Regions from separate parts of the Mus musculus genome. Here regions 1, 2, 4 and 5 are each linked to region 3. A link is a contact called in public promoter capture Hi-C data. All regions are on one chromosome and are shown on one strand. Each heading gives the region's core, a stretch centred on a gene start, on an enhancer-like site or on the middle of the called end of the contact. The rest is flanking DNA. Distances are from core to core; before and after follow the strand shown. Region 1 holds the start of Parpbp (PARP1 binding protein). Region 2 holds the start of D10Wsu102e (DNA segment, Chr 10, Wayne State University 102, expressed). Region 3 holds the start of Ascl4 (achaete-scute family bHLH transcription factor 4). Region 4 overlaps Utp20 (UTP20 small subunit processome component). Region 5 holds the start of Dram1 (DNA-damage regulated autophagy modulator 1).

Region 1 (4,496 bases), core at 1,140-3,639, 2.2 Mb before region 3:
CTGACAGTCTAGCAGAACTTAGGCCAAGGGTCATAGAAATATAGTCCTGTAAATATTATTTTGGTACACCATAATAGCAGAAACGAAACTCTGGGAAGATGGGGTGGTGTTGAGCCTTCAGTGCCGAATGCTTCCTATGTGGACCCTAGGTTTTCCGTGAGGAACCATGTAATAAGTCTCTTGGAAGCGATTTCTCTTGGATGATTAAATATGAGGGTATAACTGCCACTGCTGCTCATACTAACCACAAAATACACATATATGGATTACCATGTGCCGAATGTATTCTGGGAACTTTATGTGCACTCACACACTACCCCTCACAAACCAAATTAGGTTTCCCGAATCTCCACTCTTAAAGGGATTCAATCATATTCCTTACCTTCAGAGAAGAGCGGTTCAGTATCTAACCAAGTTTAGCCATTCGAAACTAAGTGTCTAGGTTCTCAGGTTACACAGACCTCAGAGAGAGCTATGATGAACGCCAGCTGTAAATGTAATCCTATATGGTTATATGAATATCTGCTGCAGATACACAAGGTGTGAAAGTAAGCTAATAGGAAAGCTGAACATTATCTATGAAAGCTAGGAATTTCTTGGAAGATAATTGTTTAGCCTTTCAGTATCACCTTGTTTCCTATGACAGAATGATGTGGGGAAATCTGAAGTGTATCTAATACATAGAAATACATGTGTGCTCAGTTATGTTGGACTTTATCAGAATACACCTCTACGAATCATTGGTGAAAGAAGACCTTCATTGTTTTTACATCTATCATCTATATAATGTATACACATGTCTCAACAATTAGTAACGGGAATTCCCTGTAGATCTTCAAAAAATTTTTTTTTCTTGTATTAAAAGCAACATACTTTTAAGTTCAGCTTTGGTTTGTACACATTACTGATAAAGTATCTCTACTGTCACTCCGTATAGTTTGTGGACTAACCTGAAACGTACACATGCCAACAACCACATAATTACTGCCGCCATATGCAATCAGGTTTCCTGAATCTCCACTCTCAAAGGGATTAAATTCTACCACGTGCACATAATCTTCGCAATCCACGGTGTACGCAGCATTTCTTGTAGCATCTTGCTTCATCTTGTATCCCAAAGCTGGAGCAGTTGTAAGAATCAAATAGTTGTTTATTGCCTGTCAGGAAACTGTGGATCACAAACAAAATTTACAAAGTGTTTGTCATTCAACAGAAGAATCATAATGGGGCTTGGTATAGCAATGTCAGAGCCAGCTCAAAAGAGAAGTCTGCTTATATTAACACACACATGAATAAATTTAATACAAATAGAGTCCTAAGATTATTAAGCAATAGAGATGCAGCACTATTTGTAGTTGGAAAGTTGTACTGACACTGTCATATGCAAGAGTACCATAAACGCCGGTACTACCAATAGTCCCTTCTTTGCCTATGAAGAAATTTGCCAAGTTCGTCAACAGGTTGAGGATTTAAAAGATTTAGCATGTGTTGGGCCTACATGCTAGAGAAAACACAAATACACACACCTGCCTATCTCAGGACTATGCTACATTATTTGTTCGAATTATATGACCTTTAACATTCTAATTTGACAGACCACCTGAACTATCAAGGGTCCGATGAACTGGAAAGTCCCACCCCTGCCTAAAGACACATGGAGTCCAAGAGCCTTGAAGGATAATATCAGGTAGCAATAGTTATAACCAACCATTACCCATGCAATAAAATAAGGAGATTAAAAAATACAGGCTCTGGAGTAATGTGTGATACTAACGTTATTAACACCTGTCACAATCCTCAACTAATTTGTCTCGAGACAGGTAGTGTGTACTGTAGAAATAGCATTCTCACGTGCAAATTAATTTTTACTTTGTTGTTAATGAAAAGGAGGCACCCTAGGCTAAGAAAGAACACGTAAAATCCTGAGTTATCTGCTGAGTTTTTTCAGATTAAGTCCCATCTCAGAGAGACTGGACACATGTTACGCGGGACCGGCAGGTGAGAAGACCATAGAGCAGAGAGGTATAAGGCATGCAGGGGACTTGAGGTCCGGATTTGATGGCAACCCCTGACCTCCAGGTCTTTAAAGCCCTGGGTCAATATTCCCAGGGTCCCTGGAGTTGTGTCCCCCACGCGTCGCCCGAGAAAACCCACTCCCACCTCGCGAGGTCACAAGGAAGAGCTCTGGAGAACAGGGAAGCGCCCCTGGGGAAGCAGCACAAGCTGGCGATCCCCGGTCACCGCACTCGATACGCACCTAAAGCAGGGGAGGCGACCTGGGCAAGGCTCTCCCGACCATAGGTGGCCAGGGCGTGCGCCCGCTCTGCTTCCGGGTCGGAGGGCGAGCGCGGCGATTGGTTCCCAGGTCGTGCCGCGAGATTTGAAAGGGACGCCGAGGCGATTCAAACCTCTGCCTTCCGGCGTCCTGGCTGCGCTGCTCCTCCCTCCGCTTGCACCCAGCCTGGGTCACTGGACGAGGTGGGTCTGGTCTCTTCTGTGCCCCCGGGTCGCAGTTCCAGTGGGCATTCGGGCTGCTGCTCTGCGAACGCATCTCGGTGACAGCGACGTGCCAGCCAGTGGCGTTGTCTGCGCAGTGGCTTCGCCCCGACTTCACGGTGTCCCGTGGAAAAAAAGACGCTAGGGCTTCGGCAAGACCGAAACCCATCAAAATCTTCTTTTAGTCCGTTAGATCGGGGATCTGGCACACGACGAGTGCAGGCTTCTCAGATTTTCTGTCGTTGCATCCTTCAGAGGGCCATTCCGGACCAGGCAAGAAGAATAACTGTCACCTGTCATCTTTTAATGGAGATTTGCTAAGTGCTGGCAATAAGGAGGTTGGCTATTTCCTTCACTGGTGCCTTATAATTCTGTTAAGTAGTCCCAATTATGGACGTGGAGAAATTTGTGGTAATCACGAGGTACAGCTAATGCAGGGGTGTGGTGGCAGGGATAGTTAGCTAAGTGTGGTGCTCTCTCACTTTACCTTCCAGCGACAACTACCTGTCTCAGATTTTCTGCTCCAGTGCACTTTGAATCCAGTTTAAAAGCAAGAGTTTATTCCCTCTGACACCTTCTGTTTTGTTCATATCCAGCGTCTCATCGAGTCTTCACAACAGGCTGGGAGGTAGAACAGAGGGGGCGGCATAGTCCTGATTGCTTTGTGACCATTCTTATACCTGGGCAGCCAGATCTAAAGTTAGGTAACCCTGGAAAAGCTGGAACTACAGTGGATATTGGCATGCCAGCCCAGATGCCTGTTGGTGAATAGCCAGATCTAGAACTAAACATGGTTTTACATGTTTAAATGGTTGATGGAAAAAAAAAATATTTCAGGCAAACTAATCATATCACCCATAGCTCATGCTTTTGTGTCTTCTTCAATTTTGTTTTTTAAGAGATAAATAGGAGATAACCTAGGTGCTCATCAGAGAATTGTGAGTGAGGCCTGGGGAGGTGGCTCACTGGATAAAGCGCCTGGACAGCTATGAGGACTGGAATCCAAATCCCCAGGGCTAACGGAGACACTGGTGTAGTAGTCTGCTTGCAACCCCAGTGTGCTAGAGGTGTAGACAAGTGATGCCGGGGCAAGTCAACAAGGTGGAGAGCAGTGGAGAAGACACTCAGTGTCAACCTTGGGCCTCCATACACATGTGCTTACATAAAGGCGAACATATACACACAGCAGACTTGTAAAAAGAGACACAGAGAAGACTGGAAGTAGAGAGGGGACTGATTCCATAGCATGGCTGCCTAGAATACAGACACATCTAGGCTTATTTTGAAAGGGTTCTGTATGCATGCAGAAGTTAGGGAAAACTTAGAAATCTTGAATTTATGCTTTTTTGGCTATTTACTAGCTTCGTGTCATTGAACATTATTTTCTTCATGTGTCAAAACCAGACATTTGTAGACTGACATCATCAGGACACAGGAGATGGAACAAAGTAATTAATATTAAATGGAAAGTATTTGGCACTAAGAAGCTTCATTTGTTCGTTGGCTTATTATCAGTTTGCTGTGTAACAAAACATCAAAAACCATAGTCACTGTACAATAGCAACCGAGTATTTGCTTTGAATCTGTGGGTCGGCAGTTTGGGCTGGTTAAGTTATTGATTCCTCTGCTAGCCTTGAGCAGATGACTGGTGCTGCCGGCTCACCTTCCATGTTGATGGGGTCTCCCCAGGATAAGCTGCCTCTTTCATGGCTGTGAGTTGTATCAGTTGGCAGCAGGAATACCTTACTTCTCTTTGCATGCTTTCTTCAGCACCTTACCCGGGCTTGGGAGTTAGGTCTCCCCAGAGGGGTCATTTGCTAGGAGGAGCAGGAAAGTCAACATTGAGGTGTAGCTGCAGGTGGGAACCACTGTAGCAAAAGGATCAAGGTAGTGTTAGTGAAGGGAAAAGGCATGTGAAGTAGATTGAGGGAGACCAAGCCCAGGCTTCTCAATGTCCTCAGAGAGTCATGCTTAGTTCTCCCAGACACAGGCTGTGACAG
Region 2 (4,756 bases), core at 1,883-4,382, 2.6 Mb after region 3:
AATACCTCTGCAAGACCCAGCTGTAGGACATTTAACTAATCACTGACTGATGGGGGAAGGCCCAGCCTATTGCAGGTGATGCCACCCCTGGGTTGGTGGTCCTGCATTCTATAAGCAAGCAGGCTGAGCAAGCCATGGGAAGCAAGCCAGTAAGCAGCACCTCTCCATGGTCTTTGTATCAGCTCCTGCCTCCAGGTTCCTGTCCTGTGTGAGTTCCTGTTCTGGCTTCTTTCAAGTAATATACAGTGATTTGGAAGTGTAAGTCAAACCCTTTCCTCCCCAAGTTACCTCTTGTGGTCCCATCACATCGAAACAAACCCTAACCAGGACAGAAATTGGTCTAACAGTGGGGTATTGCTGTGGCAGAGACCTGACTGTGTGTGTTTAGGATTGTAGAACTTTGAGCTGTTAAAAGCACTAAGTGTTCAGAGCTCAGTGAGCTCTTCTGTAGGAGCCTGGGAGATAAGAATGTTGAGAGCAGTGCAGACGATAAGAGGTCTGGCTTGTGACGTTTCAGAGGTCAGTTTGAGAGTCCTTTAATGACTATCTCTGCTTCCCACAGTAGAAGGGTTATGGTCTCATGAAGCCACACAGCTTAAGAGGGTTCCTCTGGTCCTCACGTTGGCTCAACAAGCACCCTTATTCTGAGCAATTACCTAGAATAAATACCTGCCAGGTGTGGTGGCAAACACCTTTAACTCCACTACTCGGGAGGTGGAGGCAGAGGTAGGTGAATCTGAATTTGAGGCTGGCATGGTCTACACCGAGTTCCAGGCCAGCCAGGGATAAAAAGTGAGACTGTCGTGGGAGGGGAGGAAAAAAAAATGGCCCAGCAGCATGTAGCAGTAATCCTAGAGTGGGGTGAGGCAGGAGAATCTGGGGTTCAGGGACATTCTCAGCTACACAGGGAAGCATGAGGCCTGGACGACATGAGACCCCGTCTCAAGGAAAACAAAGCTAACTAGACCATAGCTAGCTGGGCCTTTTGGGGTTTCAAAAACACCTTTTATTCTGAAAACAAAAAAAAAAAAAAAAAAAAAAAAACAAAAAGCCTGCAACCAGGGAATTAACATGAGAAATTCTATTCCTCAGTCATTTACACAATATATTTGATTCTACGGTTTGATATGTGCCATGAAGACAGACTGTCCCCATCAAATAATGGATTAACTAGCCTCAATTGGGGGAGTGCCCTCTAGAGTAGAAACTAGGTACTTACAAGGGCTCCTCTGCATCCGAACTGTTTGAAGTGTAGAGGTCTTTCTGGGATGAGGCTTAGAGCTGATGAGCAACTGGTCCCAGATACCTGAAACCACACACACAAAACAATTCATGGCATAAAACAGCCCTGAGCAACAAGTGCAACTCAGAAATGAGATGAGCCTCTACACCAAAGAACTGTGAGAGCCGGGCCCATCAGCACAGCCTGAAGTCTGAACCACCCCTAACTCTGACAGAGGAGGAGCCAACACTCCTGTCTGTACGTCTATCTCCCCAACCTCTAGTACTGATCTAATAAATACACATTGACAAACAGGGAGGGGGACTAGGCATGGCAGGGCACACTCAAAAGACAGGCAAGTGGATCTCTGTGCTCCAGGCCAGCCAAGGCTATGTCTCAAGCACTAGCTGCTCTTGTTTGATTCCTAGCACCCACATGGGGGCTCAACTGGACTATAATTCCAGTACCAGAGCATTCGACACTTTGTGACCTCTTAAGGCAACAGGGATGCACAACGCACAACTTTAAACAGCACAGTTAGCAAAATGTAGACCTGCAATGAGTCTTTGATTTTAGTTAAGAAATTCAGATATGCTTTAATCCCAACACTTAAGAGGCACAGGCAAGAGTTCGAGGCTTGCCTGATCTACAGAGTAAGTTTCAGAACAATCAGGGCAACACAGAGAATCACTGTCTTGAAACACACACACACACACACACACACACACACAAAAGGTAAGTCAGAAGTCAGAAATAGGGCCCAAAAAGAGGGTTTTATGGACACAGTGCTTGCCTCCCAAATTGGAAGCGCTATTCACTCCCCACATAGTAGGAAGAGAGAATAGCCCCCTCCACATACCAGAGGTACATAATACAGAGAACCAGAAACGGTTATGTAGACTTGGGCAAGTCAGACTGGGCTTTTTTTTTTTTGTAGAATATACTTGCCTAGCTCTCCTACCTAGAAGGTGCTCAATTTAAAAAATTAATTATTCCGAGTTGCACCTTTCCAAACAAACCAACTGCCCAGTCCAAGCAACAAACACTGAAGACTCAAGCCTTTGCCCACTTTTTTTTTTTTTTTTTTTTTTTTTGTATTTTGTTCTTTGTTTATTCGAGACAGGGTTTCTCTGTAGCCCTGGCTGTCCTGGAACTCACTTTGTAGACCAGGCTGGCCTCGAACTCAAAAATACGCCTGCCTCTGCCTCTCCAAATGCTGCCAGGCTGGGCGGTTCCTAATGAACTCTACAAGGACCACCTGGCCTGGACCGGCTTGGCAGGTAGAGGAAAAAAAAAAAAAGAACCACCACCGCCCAGCGCCGGGCTGGCCTAGTCGTACCCCGGACAGACCCCGGCAGCGTCTCGGGCTCCGTGGCATCCCCTCCCAATTAGCGTCCCAGACTCCGCGGTATCTCCGACCTCCGCAGCGTCTCGGACTCTCTCGGTGTCCCATACCCCCGCAGCGTTCCAGGCTCCCCGGCATCCCTAGCCATCGCAGGGTCTCTGGCTCCTCGGCGTCCGCGGCCCCGCAATAACCCGGACCCCCGACTCCCCACAGCGTCTCGAGCTCCTTGGCTTCCCCGGCCCTGCCGCGTCTCGGGCGCCTCAGTGTCCCAGAACCCCGCAGCGTGCCCGGTCCCCGGTAGCATCCCCAACCTCCTGCAGTGTCTCCAGTAGCGTTCCCGGGTCCCGCAGTGTCCCTGACCCAGCAGCGTTCCGTGTCCCTCCAACCCACCCCGCTCTCCACCGTCGCTCACCTCCCGAACCCTCGCTCCCCGCCGTCAGCAGCTCCCTGGACACCGTGACCTGCGAGCAGGCTACAGAAGACGAAGAAACACCAGGACCGGTCCCGCGCTCGCCCTGGAACTCCATGCTTCCAACCCAGCGCCACTGAAAGAAGCCCGGATATAGGAAGGCACGGGGAAGGGGCGGGGTCAAGGCAGCAATTGGCCGAAACTAGGAGGTGGGCGGTGACTTACGGGTGCGTGGCCAGAGCTCGCGCCTAGAGATGAAGTTCAGACCCACGGGAACCGGAAGCGGGGGTGGGGCCGAGGCGGGGTGGAGGATGGGAACAAGGCACCACACTGCGTGGGCGGAGCGCTGCGGATGCACGTGTCAGGCGCCTAGTCTACCCCAGCCCAAGTCTAGCCCTAGTCTCCTCCTTTATTGTTGTTAGAAAAGAATCAACCCGGCTTGGTCAAGCTAAGCAAATGCAAGCATGAAGAAGGTGGTGCGAGGCCTTTGTCGTTATTTCCATTTTTGTTGTTGTTTGGGGAGGTTTCTGTGGTCTTCAGTTTGTAGCAATCCTGCTTTAGTCTTCCAGATGCCATAGAGGTGGGAGCCACCACACCCAGTTTCTTTTCATTTTCTATATTTTATTTTTTGTCATCCTGGCTGGCCCAGGTTGACTTCAAAATCACCATTTTCCAGCTTCCATTTCCGTGTACTTAAATCTACAGCCGCCCATTACCATACTTTGTTGTTTGTTAAAGCCTCACCAAGTTACCCCGGTTGACCTGGTACTCAAAGTCCACCTAGGTCCTAAATAGCCTGGATTTCAGGTCTGGATGACCAGACCCCAGCTTAGTTTACTATTTAACTGTAAACACAAAACCCAGAAGTGTTAAGAATGCTGTTTACGTTGCTATATATACAGCATGCCTTTGGAACACTGTCATGTCAAAATCCTAAAAGGTTGTTCCAGGTGGTAGTTAAAAGGTAGAGCTGTGAGTGAGGCACTGAGTTTGGTCTCCTACAGAAAAACAAATCCTTCATTTCTAAAAAGCTGAAACAAAACCCCTGAATGACAAACCCCATTCCTCCCCTCTTCCTGCCCCTGGGACCCAATGCTCATGGTTTTGTTGAGAACAAGCGAAAGAAACGTATTCCAAGTGCTACCATTTCATTTCCAGACTCCCATTTAATCATAGGGAGAAACTTAATTCACGGTCCCAGTCTCTAGGGAAGCTGGGGACTTCCCTATATCAGAACAGCTTCTGTTGTAAACAGTTGTCTGTGTGAACGCATCTCCTCAGGGACAATGTGTAAGGAGACAGTTATCTGAGTCCAGCCATCTCAGGGACAACTTCTCCATCTTGCTGGCAGGGTCAAGCAAGTTCATGTTCCCAGACCTAGGAACGAACACCTGTCCCAAGTCTACATGTTTTCCTAATTGTCTGTTAACTGGTAGAGAGCAGAGGAATTGCTATTATCTAAATCAAGGTGTGTAAGTTTTAAAAATATATAACTAATTGCCTGGTATGCACTAGTTAACTACATGCAGCTGACCCACTCCTCCCCACCCCCACCCCACCCCACCCCACCCCTGCTTCCTTATCACTCTGAGCTCTGCACCTAATGGAATTAAGGGCCTTGAAACCAGGTGCCCTGGATATGGCCCAGTACTCCCTTGTTTAACTTATAATGTCAAAACACAATTGGATAAGACTGCAGCTCCCCCCAGCTCCCCTCTCAGGGCTACACAGAGAAACCCTGTCTCGAAAAACAAAAACAAAACAAAACAAAAAGTACAAT
Region 3 (4,211 bases), core at 676-3,175:
TCCCAATTGGAAGGAATGAGTGAGAATGTTCCTCTCGCGTGAAGGACTGTCTCGTGTGTGTGTGTGTGTGTGTGTGTGTGTGTGTGTGTTTCTTCTCTGGCTAAGGTTTCTTAAAGTCCTTTGTGTTTTTAAAATCACCGCATAGATTTGAGATGGCCCTTCTGTGCTTCAAAAATACGAGAATTGAGTTTCCTTAAGCATTTTTAAGCTGCAAACTCGGAACCAATGAAGGTGAAAGGGGACAAAAAAAAAAAAAAAAAAAAAAAACCAAACTCTCTAAACATTCAATTACCTTTCTTTCCTAGATCCAGAAGCACTTAGTTGTTTTCTGGTTTTTGGTTTTGTTTTAAAGATCTAGGCCCGGAGAAGCAACCATGAAAGCCCAGTGGGCTAGGATGCTGCTAGCTACGCTCCTCAGACTCGCTGCAGGGCGAGGCTCCGGAGGATGCTTTGGACTCGCCATCGCTGTTGCAGTCCGGCCGGTGGCGCTCCAGCAGCTCCTGCAGTTGCTTGATGTAGCTGATGGCGGCGCGCAGCGTCTCCACCTTGCTGAGCCGCTGGCCCGCCAGCTCGCGCGGCAGGTGCTGGCGGAGGCGCGCGTAGCCCTCGTTCACACAGCGCACGCGCTGCCGCTCGCGCTCGTTGCGTTGGCGCAAAAAGGCGGGCTCGGCGACGCCCCCAAGCGGCAGGGACGAGTACGGCCGTCTCCGCGCGCAGTCCGCGGCATCCTGGCGCACCGAGACCCTGCAGGGCTCCCTCCCGGGCAGCGCGCCCAGCGGCGCTGTACGTAGCGCGGACGGCAGGGCAAGCAGTCCGGCCGATCTGCGTTTTTCCATTCTCTGCGAAAAAGCACGCAGATGACTCTCTCACCTTGAAGACGAGACTGGAAGCTGTCGTAGCGGAGATTCTGGTCCATCCAGACTTCCCGGTCTGTCTCTGGAGAAGTTTCTAGGTCCAGAAGTTAGGTACCTGAGCACACTTGGAGTGAACTTTGCATGATTTCCGAAGCAGGTTGCTCTTCTTGGGTCTTTATAAAGCTTCAGAGAAGAAGGGGCAAAGATAGAGGGCTCGCCTCATCAACGCTTGTATCCATGTGCTTCCTCTGATCTTAGTTTAAGAGTTAACATAGGGTTCCCAGCCTGGATAGACGGTCGCACTCTAAGCAGATTGATCTTTCAAAGCTGCCCAATTGTTGTAATTCACTCCTTGGGTCAGCAAGTGTGGCTATCCGGGAGCCCGAACTTGTTCAGGAATTGAGCAGAGAGCCTCCCCAGGCACTGGCTGATCGGCTGGCCAACAGAGCGAAAGTTTACTCCGGCGTTCTCCTTGAAAATCCAAACTTGACTGCCCTTTGTGGTTTCCGGCGTTCAGGTCTGATGGAAAGAGCTTTCAGAGTGTTTGCAAACATACCTCTCTGCTCTTTCATTTCTGGGGAGGTGGAGAAGAAGCGCTCATCAAAGGGAAGACTGCTCTCTTGTGGTTAGACGATGTGTCAAGTCCTCCTTGGACCTCCGGGGAAGCCCGAGGTTTTCTTCTGCGAAATAGAATCTTTAAAAACCAAATTAGACACTTTTCAAAGGAATCAAGAACAAAATATATGTACTTTAGCATCGAATGTAAGGATCCGCACATTGTGTTCTAAGGTATGTTTAACGCGGGGCCCTTTGTGCTTCTGCTGCTCTGTAAAAACACATCAAAAGCCCGAACAGTAACAAACACTTTTAGCCAGTTATTTCTCGGAGTGCTTACTGTAAACACACCTTTAGTCCTGCCTCCCAACCTCTTCTAATCCCACTCAGGATATAACAATATCTTCCCATAGCACGAAGTATTTTCCTATTGTACTCATCATTAAGTTTATTTCCTCCCCAGAGGACTGGAAAACAACATTTGAAAAGAAGAGAGCCCCAATCCCAAGGAGAAAGGATTTGGCTTTGAAGGCTTGTCTTTTTAACACTCAGGGCCCCGCCCCCCCCTCCCCCCCCCCCCCCCCCGCACCACCACCACACACACAAATGAATAATTAATCCATCTGTGCTGGTAAAGGGCTTTGAAGATGAAAGTGTCATTAAAAATCCAACTATACTGGTTAATGTCAAAGAGTGTTATCGCATGGAAAAATCAGATTTCCTGCAAACCAACACATTAAAGGCATCTTCTACTTGAAAAGTCCAACTTAAAAACGAGAGGCAAAACCCCCTGAATTTACAACCAGACTTGACTCTTTTCTGGAAGCTAGGGTGTTGCCCTAACATGTTGGGTTTTTTTTTTCTTTTTTCTTTTTTTTAAAGGAGCCCTCTGCTTCTATATTTACTAAAGTTTACAGTCTAACTGATCAGCCTGAAGCAATTGGAAATTTGCATCGAGGCAAATGAAATAGAAATAATTATTCCTTTTCGGTATCAGTTGTCCCATGTTAGATGTAGCTCCCTATGGGCTTATACTGGCAAACAACTCCCTGTGGCACCATGAGTTCTTACGTCATCACTTTTGCACTAGTTGAGAAAGCATTCCTATTCGCCAGGGTAGACTCCCAGACCATGAGTTCCTTCATAGGGCCAGGTCAAAGATTTTGAACTTCCTTGCTAAGAGTGACAAGAGAAAATGAGATAATTGAAAACGAACATGACATAGATCTGTTTTTATTTCCCAGATTGACAACAAATAAAAAAGCCTGCAAGTGGGGGTTGGGGGAAGAGGAAAAAAAAAAAAGAAAAAGCTTGCAAGTCAGGTGTGGGGGTGCACACCCTTTTATTCTAGCCCTGGAGAGACAGAGGCAGGCCAGCCTGGTTAACATAACAAGTTCTAAGCCAGTCAGGATTGTTTTTTATATTAAAATAAAATAAAATAAAATAAAATAAAATAAAATAAAAGCAGATAAAGGCTGACTAACAACTGCCCGTGTTGAGGACTTGTAGGAGGGTGGAAGCATAAATCACTCAAGTGTTTGGGGAAGGAATGATTATAATTCACAGCATATTTATTATGCCACCGCCTTTGATCCACAGAAAGAAATGCATCACTACAGGTTTATACGTAACTACAGACACACACCAAGCACAGCATTTGTAGTGAGTTAAAAAGGAGACCAGGGGTGTGCCTGGGGCTGCTTACCTATACAATCCCAGCTCTGTTGGGCTGCTTACCTATACAATCCCAGCTCTGTTGGGCTGCTTACCTATACAATCCCAGCTCTGTTGGGAGCCTTGGCAGGATGGCTGCAAGTTCAAGGCCTGCATAATGCTACCTGTAGATGTGCATTCCGGGCTGACCATGAGGTGTTGGATAACCAGTTGGTGTGCTTTTCTCTGGGGGAAGATTATGTCTCATCCTTAGTAGCCTGTAGTTCCCTGGGGAGGGCTGGGGCTTCAGGGGCTTTCCCTGTCCACAGTAGTGTGTCTATTGCTGTTGCTTTCCCCTATAGACACAGTAGTGTGTCTATTGCTGTTGCTTTCCCCTATAGACACAGTAGTGTGTCTATTGCTGTTGCTTTCCCCTATAGACACAGTAGTGTGTCTATTGCTGTTTGCCCTTGTTCTGCTCGTACTTAGACAGCTGTGTTAGCGAGTCTGACTTATGTGTTGAAGAATATATATGTTTATAATATCCATATATGTATGTTTCAACAATTAATAAAAAAAAAGAGACCATAAATTTGAAAAAGTTTGAGGAGGAGGTATATATGGGAAGGTTTGGAGGGAGGGAAGGAAAGGGGGAATTGGTGTGACTATATTATAATCTCAAGAAAAATATAAAAGAAATAACTGCAATTTCAAAAGTAAAATAAATCTTAAAAAGAAAAGAATGTTCAAGGCCTGCCTGGGCTGCAGAGTGAGTCAAAGCCAGAGAGGGCAGCCTGTGAGACTGTGTCCCAAAGCCAGTCAAGGTGGCCTGTGAGACTGTCCCAAAGTCAGTCAGGGCGGCCTGTGAGACTGTGTCTAAAAAGACAAAATAAAAAGAGGATGGTGCGCCGGGCGTGGTGGCACACACCTTTATCCCAGCACTTGGGAGGCAGAGGCAGGCAGATTTCTGAGTATGAGGTCAGCCTGGTCTACAAAGTGAGTTCCAGGACAGCCAGGGCTATACAGAGAATCCCTGTCTCGAAAAAAATAAATAAATAAAAATAAAAATAAAAAGAGGATGGTGTATGGTGGTGGTGCACACCTTTGATACCAGCACCCAGGAAGCAGAGGCAGGTGGATATCTAGGAG
Region 4 (4,215 bases), core at 899-3,398, 2.9 Mb before region 3:
ACAGCCAGAGCTACATAGTAGAAAAACCCTGTCTCAAGAAAGAAAATAACAGTAGTAAATAAAATAAAACTGGGTGGGATTTACACTCAGAGTCAGCTCTCAGACTACTTTCTTATCTTTCTTTGTCCCTCAGTTTCCCTATCTGAAATACGAACAGTAAAACAGCTCCCTGAGCATCTGATAAGAGTTGGGAGACAGTACCTGAGAGAAGAATGCTGGCACCTGTAACTAACACATCACTAGAGAAACTGTGCTGTTTAGGGAGCTGGGGAGGATGCCGTGATCAGCAGCAGACTAACATTTCACCTCATGGCACATCCTCTCCATTTCACTAGGAGACTGCTGTTCTGCTGTCATCCAGGCAGTAGAGGATTTAGATGTGTCTAAAGTTCTTCCTGTGGGGCGGCAGCACGGCGTCTTGAACAGCCTGGAGGTCGTGTTAAAGAACATCAGTCATCTCATCAGCACATACCTTCCCAAGATCCTGCAGATCCTACTGTGTATGACAGCAACTGTCTCCCACATCCTCGACCAGCGAGAGAAGGTGAGAGGTCGCAGTAAATGCTTGCCTCTGAGTGTTTGTCTTGGGAGTTGGGTTGGAGTCACTAATGTCTTTCCTTCTGTAACCCTAATGTTCAGACAGAACCCATGGTCTGTTTAGAAGTTAATGCTGAAGCCAGCACAGTGTCTTGAATAAATAAGGAGCGTGGTAAGCAGGACTGGTGAGTTAGCTGGCCGACTACTGAGAGGAGAATGTTACAGTTTTCTGTTGAACTGTATTCCATACCTGTTCTGATACAATAGGAATATGGCCCTGAGCTTACTCTGGAGAACGTGGAGAAGTGCGTATGCACATTATAATGCACTGAAGGCTTCTTGGAGTAGTTGGGATTTGAAGTAAAGATCCAGCCTCAGATTTTTGCCTCTGAGCCGTCTCTGTTGATTCATAATATATCCAGTGCCTTCCAAATGCAGTCTTAAGTAGAAGTGGTTGTCAAAGTCTTAAGCTGCTTTTTGGATAGACATAAACCAGCCTTGATGATGAATGGTTGACCAGAGCTGACCCCTGAGGTAGCACAGGTATGGTATGGTCTAAGAAGAGAGAAGCAGAGGTGTCTGGAGCGCAGTGAGCATTCAGTAAGTAAGGTTGGCGCTACAACATGGACCTACATGAGAGAGTGAACATACTGCCTGCTGGGGACTCTCGACACACCTTGAACAGGGGATTGATAAAGACACTGCTGTACGTCGGCTGTGGTTGGACATAGCAGTAAGATTCACTTGAGGCAGACGAAGGAGGACCATGAGTTCGAGGTTAGCCTGGGCTACATTTTTTTTTAAAAATTGCTGTTTTATCCAGGTGTGCTAGCCAACTCTCTGGAAGCAGAGGCAGGTGGATCTCTTGAGTTGGAGGCCAGCCTGGTCTATATATTAAGTTTCAGGAGAGCAAGGACTATATAGTACAACCCTGAGTCAAAAAGGGGGAAAAATGCCTTGGTTGCTTTGTGGGAAAGAGGCTTTGCTTAGAGAAGCCAAGGGTGACACCGAAAAGAGGTCATGGAAAATTGTGTTGTATGCAGATTTAAAAGAGAAGATGACACTTGCCACTTGTGCTTTAGAGCAAGCTGAAGTGTTGTGCACATGTTATGTCATGAAGGGTGTCAAGTTTCATAAAGATTCATCCTTTGGACTTTTGATTAACTTAGAAGTTACTCAGTAATGGGCCTGGCTCCCAAGCCAGTGTTTCGTAACTCAGAGGATCATTTTGTGCAATTTCATGGTTCATTAGTTAGTGAGGTGTTAAGCTTTTTCACGGATGTGGGGCTTCTTGCTCTTTTAAACAAGTCCAAGGAGTTCCTCTAAGAGGCATAGTAAGTCGCCCCATGGTGGTTTTGTCTGAGTGTGCGTTTGAGCTCAGTTATACACTTGCTTTTTATGGCTCTGATAGCCTCTGGGGTGTTGGCTGACGTGAAGTGTGTGTTGTTAAGGTTGTAAATGGTTTTGTGATGTTTGTACATTGAAGCAGTGACTCATACATAAATATACATAAAATCTACAACTGCCTATTTCCCAGCTTTCCTCTAGTTTGGTCAGCAATCATGGAGTAAACTGGACAGCTGGAACAATAGTTCTACAAATGGATAGGATGTGCCTGTCCTGGCCTGGGGAGAAGCAGGGATGGAGCAAAGTGGGGCACTATTTGAGGTCTTGTTTCCTAACACTGGTTTGTTGTTTGCTCCAGATGATTTTTTAAAGTTATCAGTTTTTTAAAAGTATCAGTGATCGTAGATTTTCTTTTCTACCAAACCTGATTCAAAGGACATCAGGTGTTCACAATGGAGTGGAAGCAGGTCAGAGTGGCTTGTAACTGTGTAACTTCCTGAGTCTGCCTGTTAGTCGGTGACTGGATCGGGGCAGACCGTGTGTGAGGTTTCACGATCCTTGTGCTTATGCAGCAGATTAAGAGTACCCTTGTTCATAGTCCCTTGAATTTAAAATGAGTTACTGTATGTTTAGATATCTGTTGATTAGTGTTGACTTTTCCTGGCAGGTACCTTCCTTTAGTTTTATTCATGGTGCCTTAGAAACAGACTTGACATTCTTTGGTGGTGGCACATGCCTTGAATCCCAGCACTGGGGAAGTAGAGGCAAATTGATCTTTGAGTTCGAGAACAGCCTGGTCTACAGAGTGAGTTCTAAGATTGCCAAGGCTACACAGAGAAATCCTGTCTCGAAAAACCAAAAGAAAAAAAAAAGTCATTAACTACGTAAGAGGATTTTCTTTGTTGCCCTAAGTTTTAGGATGATTCTTAGGTAAAGCTGTAGGTAAATAAGGTCATATATAAAAGTGCTGCCATTTAAATATTTAACAACCACAATATAGTGATCAGGTAGAAAGGTAGTCAGTTTGAGTTCTCTCTGAGGCTTTTGACATTATTTGTTTGGAAGGCATCACTCTGAGGCCCTTGCCTCTTCCTCTCTGGATCTAGACCTATTCATTCTTTAATAGTCTATTGGAAATTCTGCCTTTGCATAATGTCTGCCCTTCCCGGGTTTATAAAACTCTTCACATATTGAACTATACATAATTTTCAGTCCCTCATATAAGTATGGACTATGGGTATGATGCCATTGTTGGAGACTCAGTGAATAAATCCACTCTGAGGCTGCATTCTTGTGGTTTCACACCACACAGGAAAGGAGACGTGATGTCTGGTTAACACTTGCTGACTCTCCAGCCTCTGTGCCTGTACATGGGTACATCTGTTTGGTTGGTTGGTTGGTTGGTTGGTTGGTTTGGTTTGGTTTTTCAAGACAGGGTTTCTCTGTATAGCCCTGACTGTCCTGGAATTCACTTTGTAGACCAGGCTGGCCTTGAACTCAGAAATCCACCTTCTGCCTCCCCAAGTGCTGAGATTAAAGGCGTGTTTTTATTATTGTTTTGTGCATATGAGTGTTTTGGCTGTATATCTGTGCACTGTGTACATGCAGTGCCCTCAGAGGCCAGAAAAGGACATTGAATCCCCTAGAAGTGGAGTTAGAGTTGGATGTGGATGCTGGGAACTGAGCCTGTGTCCTGTGCAAGAGCAGCCAGTGTTATTAAATACCAATAGCATCTCCTCCAGGCTGGGTCTCTTTTCCTGCCACACAAACAAGAGTGCCTCTCTACAGAGATCAGGTGTGTGTGTGTGTGAGTGAGTGTGTGTGTGTGTGTGTGTGTGTGTGTGTGTGTGTGTATGTTATGTATGTATGTATGTTTCTGTGAGAGGTGTATATATGTGTGATGTTTATGTTTGAAAAATATCTTTGTTTACAGATTCAGTTGAGATTTATTAACCCACTGAAAAATTTAAGACGTTTGGGAATCAAGATGGTCACTGATATCTTTTTGGATTGGGAATCCTATCAGTTCAAAGCAGAAGAAATTGATGCTGTGTTTCATGGTACAGTTTGGCCCCAGGTAAACCAGGATTTCTACATCCTGCCTAGCCCTTCTACTTCTCCCTTTATTTTTAATTTGCCAGCATAGACTACCACCCAGACATCAATGTTGTCTACTTTTTCTTACATCAAGACTCATTTCTGCAGATTGTTAGAACCCTGAGTTAGACCTAAAGATCAAGAGACAGTGGCATATATACTGAAGGTTAGCTTGAATATGACTGTGTGCCTTAAAGAACCCTGTCCTAACTGCCTTAGCCCCTCATTCTAACA
Region 5 (4,171 bases), core at 1,096-3,595, 2.4 Mb before region 3:
CATGCGCTCAGTTTTCTTTTTATATGACCTGGGACTGCCTGGTAAGTAGTGGTATGATCCATTGTGGACTGGACCTTCCTGTATCAACCATTTATCAAGAAAATGCCCCTCAGGCTAGCCTACAAGTTAGTCTGCAGGAGGCATTTTCTCAGTTGATGTTCTCTCTTTTCAGATAACCATAGCTTGTGTCAAAATTGCAAAAACAAAACAACAACAACAACAACAAAAACCACAAAAAAACCTAATAAGCTTATTCCAAATTCTTTAAGGACTAAGTCTCTACAAAGGCCGATGAAGACCTTTGAACCTGCGTCTCTTAGCTAATGTTTGACATGTGAATAGATTTTGAGAAAGTCCTGGTTGGGGACCAGCAAGAGAGCTCTGTGGCTAAGCCTGATGTTCTACGTTTGATTCCCCAGAATCCGCATACCCACATGGTAGAAAGAGAGACTCGGCTTTTCTAAGTAGCCCTGACCTTCACGCACATACCATGGCCTGAGCACAAGCTATCATGTGTGCACACACAATATAAATATGTAAACCTATAGAGAAGTGGGAGAAAGAGAAAGCCCAGGTACCTAAAGTTGGCTGCAGGCTTTTGCATAGCATAGCAGTTCAACCCTTCCGTCTTCCATTGTGACCGATATGATCTAATTTCCTGAAACCCAAGACATGCTTTTGTTGGCAAGTCTAAATAGATTGATTTTGGTGTTGCCTTGGATTTAATTGCCTCTTTGCTTTCTGGCACCAGCAGCCTTTGGTTGTCAGTCCCCATACACACTTGCAGTCATTACTGTCCTTGCTGTGACTAATTACCTAAGAAAAGGCTGCTTAAAGGTGGAAGGACTTATTTTGGCTCACAGTTCACAGGAATTCGGCCCACCATGGCAGGCAAGTCACACAGTAGACCAACTTGATCTGAAGCACCGAGGGAGGGAGAAAATGTTCCCCTGGCTTTCTCTTCCTCTCCTTTTTATTCACTCAGAGCCCATGGGATGGTGCTGCTTGCTTGAAGTTAAGCCTTTTTGGGAAATGCCTTCAGAGACACATCCATGGTGTGTTACATTAATATTCTAGGTATCTCCTAATATCATTAAGTTGGCAATTGAAATGAATCATCATTATGCTGGCTTTCCTCAAAATTAGCATATTCATTGTAATTAACAAAAATCCCTTAAGTAGTCTGCATTTGTCTTTGGGTATACAGCTTTACCTTGTATCTTAGTCAGGGTTTGTATTCCTGCACAAACATCATGACCAAGAAGCAGGTTGGGGAGGAAAGGGTTTACTCAGCTTACACTTCCACATTGCTGTTCATCACCAAAGGAAGTCAGGACAGGAACTCACAATCCCTGTAGGCTATTCCCTAGCATGGTATGGCACACAAGGCACATTTATGTGGCTGAGATGAACCTGTATTAGGTCATCTATGGCCAAAAGTGGGCTCAGAATTCCCAAACTATAGCTCAGACCCGCAGAGCTGGCCAGTGCTTCAGGAACACCAATTGGTTTGGTTTAGGTGGTGTCTGGCTGGGTGGATCTGAAATGGATCAAGTCATCTTGTCTTGCTGCTAGGAAATAAATACTCCAAGTAGAATTGGTGGGAACAGATATATACTCCAAGTAGCTTTTGGTGGGTGGGCCAGGGCTGGATCCAACCCTTTCTGTCACTTGCCTGAATTAGATCCTTTGTCCATTCTAGGCAAGTGCTCTACCATTGGGCTAAATTTCCAGCTCTTTAGAGGGCGGCTCACTAAGCTGCGAATTCAGACCTTGAACTTGTGATCCTCCTGCTTCAGCCTCCTTAGTAGCCAGGCAGCAGGGATGACAGACTTGTGCTATCAGGCCTGGTTACTATGCGATTTGGCTTTCCCGCTGCTTATCACAAAGGTGTATGTGACGTCCATGCCCAGTGGCCCAAACACCACTGAGCCCCTTTGCCTGAACCCCAGAACCCATAGCGGGACCCGATGGGGTGCGCATCACTGGTGGCCAAGGCTCTGGAAGGAAGCTCAGTGGGTGCTGGAGAGAGAGGCTCAGAGGAAAAACCCCCAAGGGAAGGAGGAGCTGGGAATCCAGCCAGTTTGGCGGGACTTGCCCAAGAGCTGGCCAGCCTCGCGGGGTCCCGCGTCTCCCGCCGCACCCACCCGTCGCTGTATCAAGCAAAAGCGAAAGGAAGCCGAGCGGTCCCGCGTGGCGTGGCGTGGGCGGGGAGGTGGCTGCGCGCTCTAGCTCCGCGGGACCAGGCTGCCGCTTTGTGACTTCACCGGTTTCGCAACAAGCCAGGACCGCCCGCGCCCCACCCACCCGGCTGCCCGTCCGCCCTCCGCCCTCGGGTCTCTGAGCGCTTCCCTCCCTCCGGGGCTGGGCCTGTCCCGGCCGTCCCGGAGTCTCTGTCCCGCCGCGCCGTTAGCTGTCTGTGTCTTGGCCACCGCCTCCAGGCAGTCCGCAGCAAGCCAGCTTCTTGGTCCGACGAGCTCAGCGCCCTCTCACCGCGATGCTGTGCTTCCTCAGGGGAATGGCTTTCGTCCCCTTCCTCCTGGTGACTTGGTCGTCCGCAGCCTTCATCATCTCCTACGTGGTCGCGGTGCTCTCTGGGCACGTCAACCCCTTTCTCCCCTATATCAGGTGAGGGGCAAGAGGAGCGTGAGGGAGGGACCAGGTGAGCTGAGAGGGAGGGAAGGCGTGCAAGCCAGGCATGGGTAGTGGAAATTCTTGAGGTAGTGGAAAGGTGTGACAAGATAATCTCTGGGATCCCCGGGCAAGTTTAGAGAGTCAGGAAGCACGTGTGGGTTCTGCCTTTAATGAGAAACAGTGCTCAGAGCCGCGCATCAAGCAGACAGCTAGACAGCTGGTGGCACCTTTAGACCTGGGGTATGGGATAAAATCTTGGGGAGAGCCTTCTTTGGTGACACTCAGACAAGGAGAGTTCCTAAGATACCATTTATTGTAAGTAGATCCAGGCATGTGGCAAACCGCTCACTTATTTCTCTTCCCAACAACTCCTGGCTCCTCCCCTCCCTCCCTCTCCCCCTCTCTGTCTCTGAGACTGGATCTCCCTATGTAGCCCAGGTTGGCCTGAAGTCTAGGGTGGTATACACAAGTCTACCTTCTTCTGCTTCTCTAGTGCTGGGATTTAAAAGTCTTCACCACCACAGGGGGCTCATTTCTAACAGCTAAAATTTCTTTTCCATGAAAGAAAATGGAGGTTTAAACTGGTGGAGATACACCAGTAGGTCATTGGCGTAAAAGCAACCCTGGACCCCTTGTGCCAACAGCAGCACCTTTAGGATGGACCTGCCTCATACTCCTCTGGACCTGGTGCCTCTAAAGTCAGAGTCCTCAAGTTGTCAAAACCTGTGAAGTTTCTTGCCCTTATTTATTACTTTGTTTCCTACTTAGTCTCCGTCTTTCCTGAGGGTCCTTTATCCACAGCTGGGACAACAGCTTGATCCTCCTTTTTTGTTTATTAGATATTTTCTTCATTTACATTTCAAACCCTATCCCCAAAGTCCCCTATACCCTCCCCCCACCCTGCTCCCCAACCCACCCACTCCTGCTGCTTAGCCCTGGCATTCCCCTGTACTGGGGCATATGATCTTCAAAAGAAAGGCCCTCTCCTCCCATTGATGGCCGACTAGGTCATCCTCTGCTACATATACAACTAGAGACACGGCTCTGGTAGGGGAGGTACTGATTAGTTCATATTGTTGTTCCACCTATAGGGTTGCAGACCCATTCAGCTCCTTGGGTTCTTCTCTAGCTCCTTCATTAGGGGCCCTGTGTTCCATCAAATAGGTGACTGTGAGCATCCACTTCTGTATTTGCCAGGTACTGGCATAGCCTCACAACAGCTTGATCCTCTTTAACATTTCCATGTTAAATGACGGGTATCTGGGTATCTGTGTCCTTTGAGGAAGACTTTAAAGATTATATGTGCGTGTGTGTGTGTGTGTGTGTGTGTGTGTGTGTGTGTGTGTACATATATATATAGAGAGAGAGACAGAGACAGAGACAGAGACAGAGAGACAGAGAACTGTAGCTGTCTTCAGACACACCAGAAGGGGGCATCAGATCCCGTTACAGATGTTGTGAGCTACCCTGTGGGTGTTGGGAATTGAACTGAGGACCTCTAGAAGAGCAGTCAGTGCTTTTAACCTCTGAGCCATCT

What was found. Promoter capture Hi-C pulls out the DNA fragments that hold promoters and counts their contacts.
Region 1: a promoter capture Hi-C map of pre-B cells shows a contact between it and region 3, with 5 times the contacts expected there. The contact joins the promoter of Parpbp here to the promoter of Ascl4 in region 3. A contact is called at or near these places in 5 of 39 promoter capture datasets (the C10 cell line, hippocampal neurons, liver and 1 more).
Region 2: a contact with region 3 is called in a promoter capture Hi-C map of liver, with 5 times the contacts expected there. The contact joins the promoter of D10Wsu102e here to the promoter of Ascl4 in region 3. A contact is called at or near these places in 4 of 39 promoter capture datasets (hippocampal neurons, liver and pre-B cells).
Region 4: a contact with region 3 is called in a promoter capture Hi-C map of liver, with 7 times the contacts expected there. The contact joins the enhancer-like site here to the promoter of Ascl4 in region 3. A contact is called at or near these places in 5 of 39 promoter capture datasets (the 3T3-L1 cell line, the C10 cell line, hippocampal neurons and 2 more) and 1 of 115 datasets of contacts at active chromatin or transcription factors (forebrain).
Region 5: a promoter capture Hi-C map of liver shows a contact between it and region 3, with 3 times the contacts expected there. The contact joins the promoter of Dram1 here to the promoter of Ascl4 in region 3. A contact is called at or near these places in 4 of 39 promoter capture datasets (hippocampal neurons, liver and pre-B cells) and 1 of 9 other capture datasets (adipose tissue).

What each region holds. Positions count from the first base shown.
Region 1 is chr10:88,144,834-88,149,329 of GRCm38.p6, reverse strand. Parpbp (PARP1 binding protein) reads left to right here and starts at 2,389. Exons shown (of 11, transcript NM_029249.2): 1 at 2,389-2,834. It overlaps Nup37 (nucleoporin 37), which reads right to left and starts at 2,338. Exons shown (of 10, transcript NM_027191.2): 1 at 2,258-2,338; 2 at 951-1,168. The coding sequence starts at 1,106.
Region 2 is chr10:83,358,597-83,363,352 of GRCm38.p6, reverse strand. It overlaps D10Wsu102e (DNA segment, Chr 10, Wayne State University 102, expressed), which reads right to left and starts at 3,132. Exons shown (of 4, transcript NM_026579.3): 1 at 2,980-3,132; 2 at 1,220-1,306. The coding sequence starts at 3,094.
Region 3 is chr10:85,925,116-85,929,326 of GRCm38.p6, reverse strand. It overlaps Ascl4 (achaete-scute family bHLH transcription factor 4), which reads right to left and starts at 1,925. Exons shown (of 1, transcript NM_001163614.2): 1 at 1-1,925. The coding sequence starts at 836. The coding sequence ends at 402.
Region 4 is chr10:88,782,319-88,786,533 of GRCm38.p6, reverse strand. It overlaps Utp20 (UTP20 small subunit processome component), which reads left to right. Exons shown (of 62, transcript NM_175158.3): 27 at 336-544; 28 at 3,818-3,961. Among named protein-coding and RNA genes, the nearest start is that of Utp20, 42 kb to the left of the region's middle. Within about 2 kb of position 2,148, at least 25 of the 459 cell types and tissues checked have an H3K27ac peak or open chromatin away from gene starts, as enhancers often do. A contact at or near this core is called in liver, where this site is marked.
Region 5 is chr10:88,355,249-88,359,419 of GRCm38.p6, reverse strand. Dram1 (DNA-damage regulated autophagy modulator 1) reads left to right here and starts at 2,345. Exons shown (of 7, transcript NM_027878.2): 1 at 2,345-2,628. The coding sequence starts at 2,498.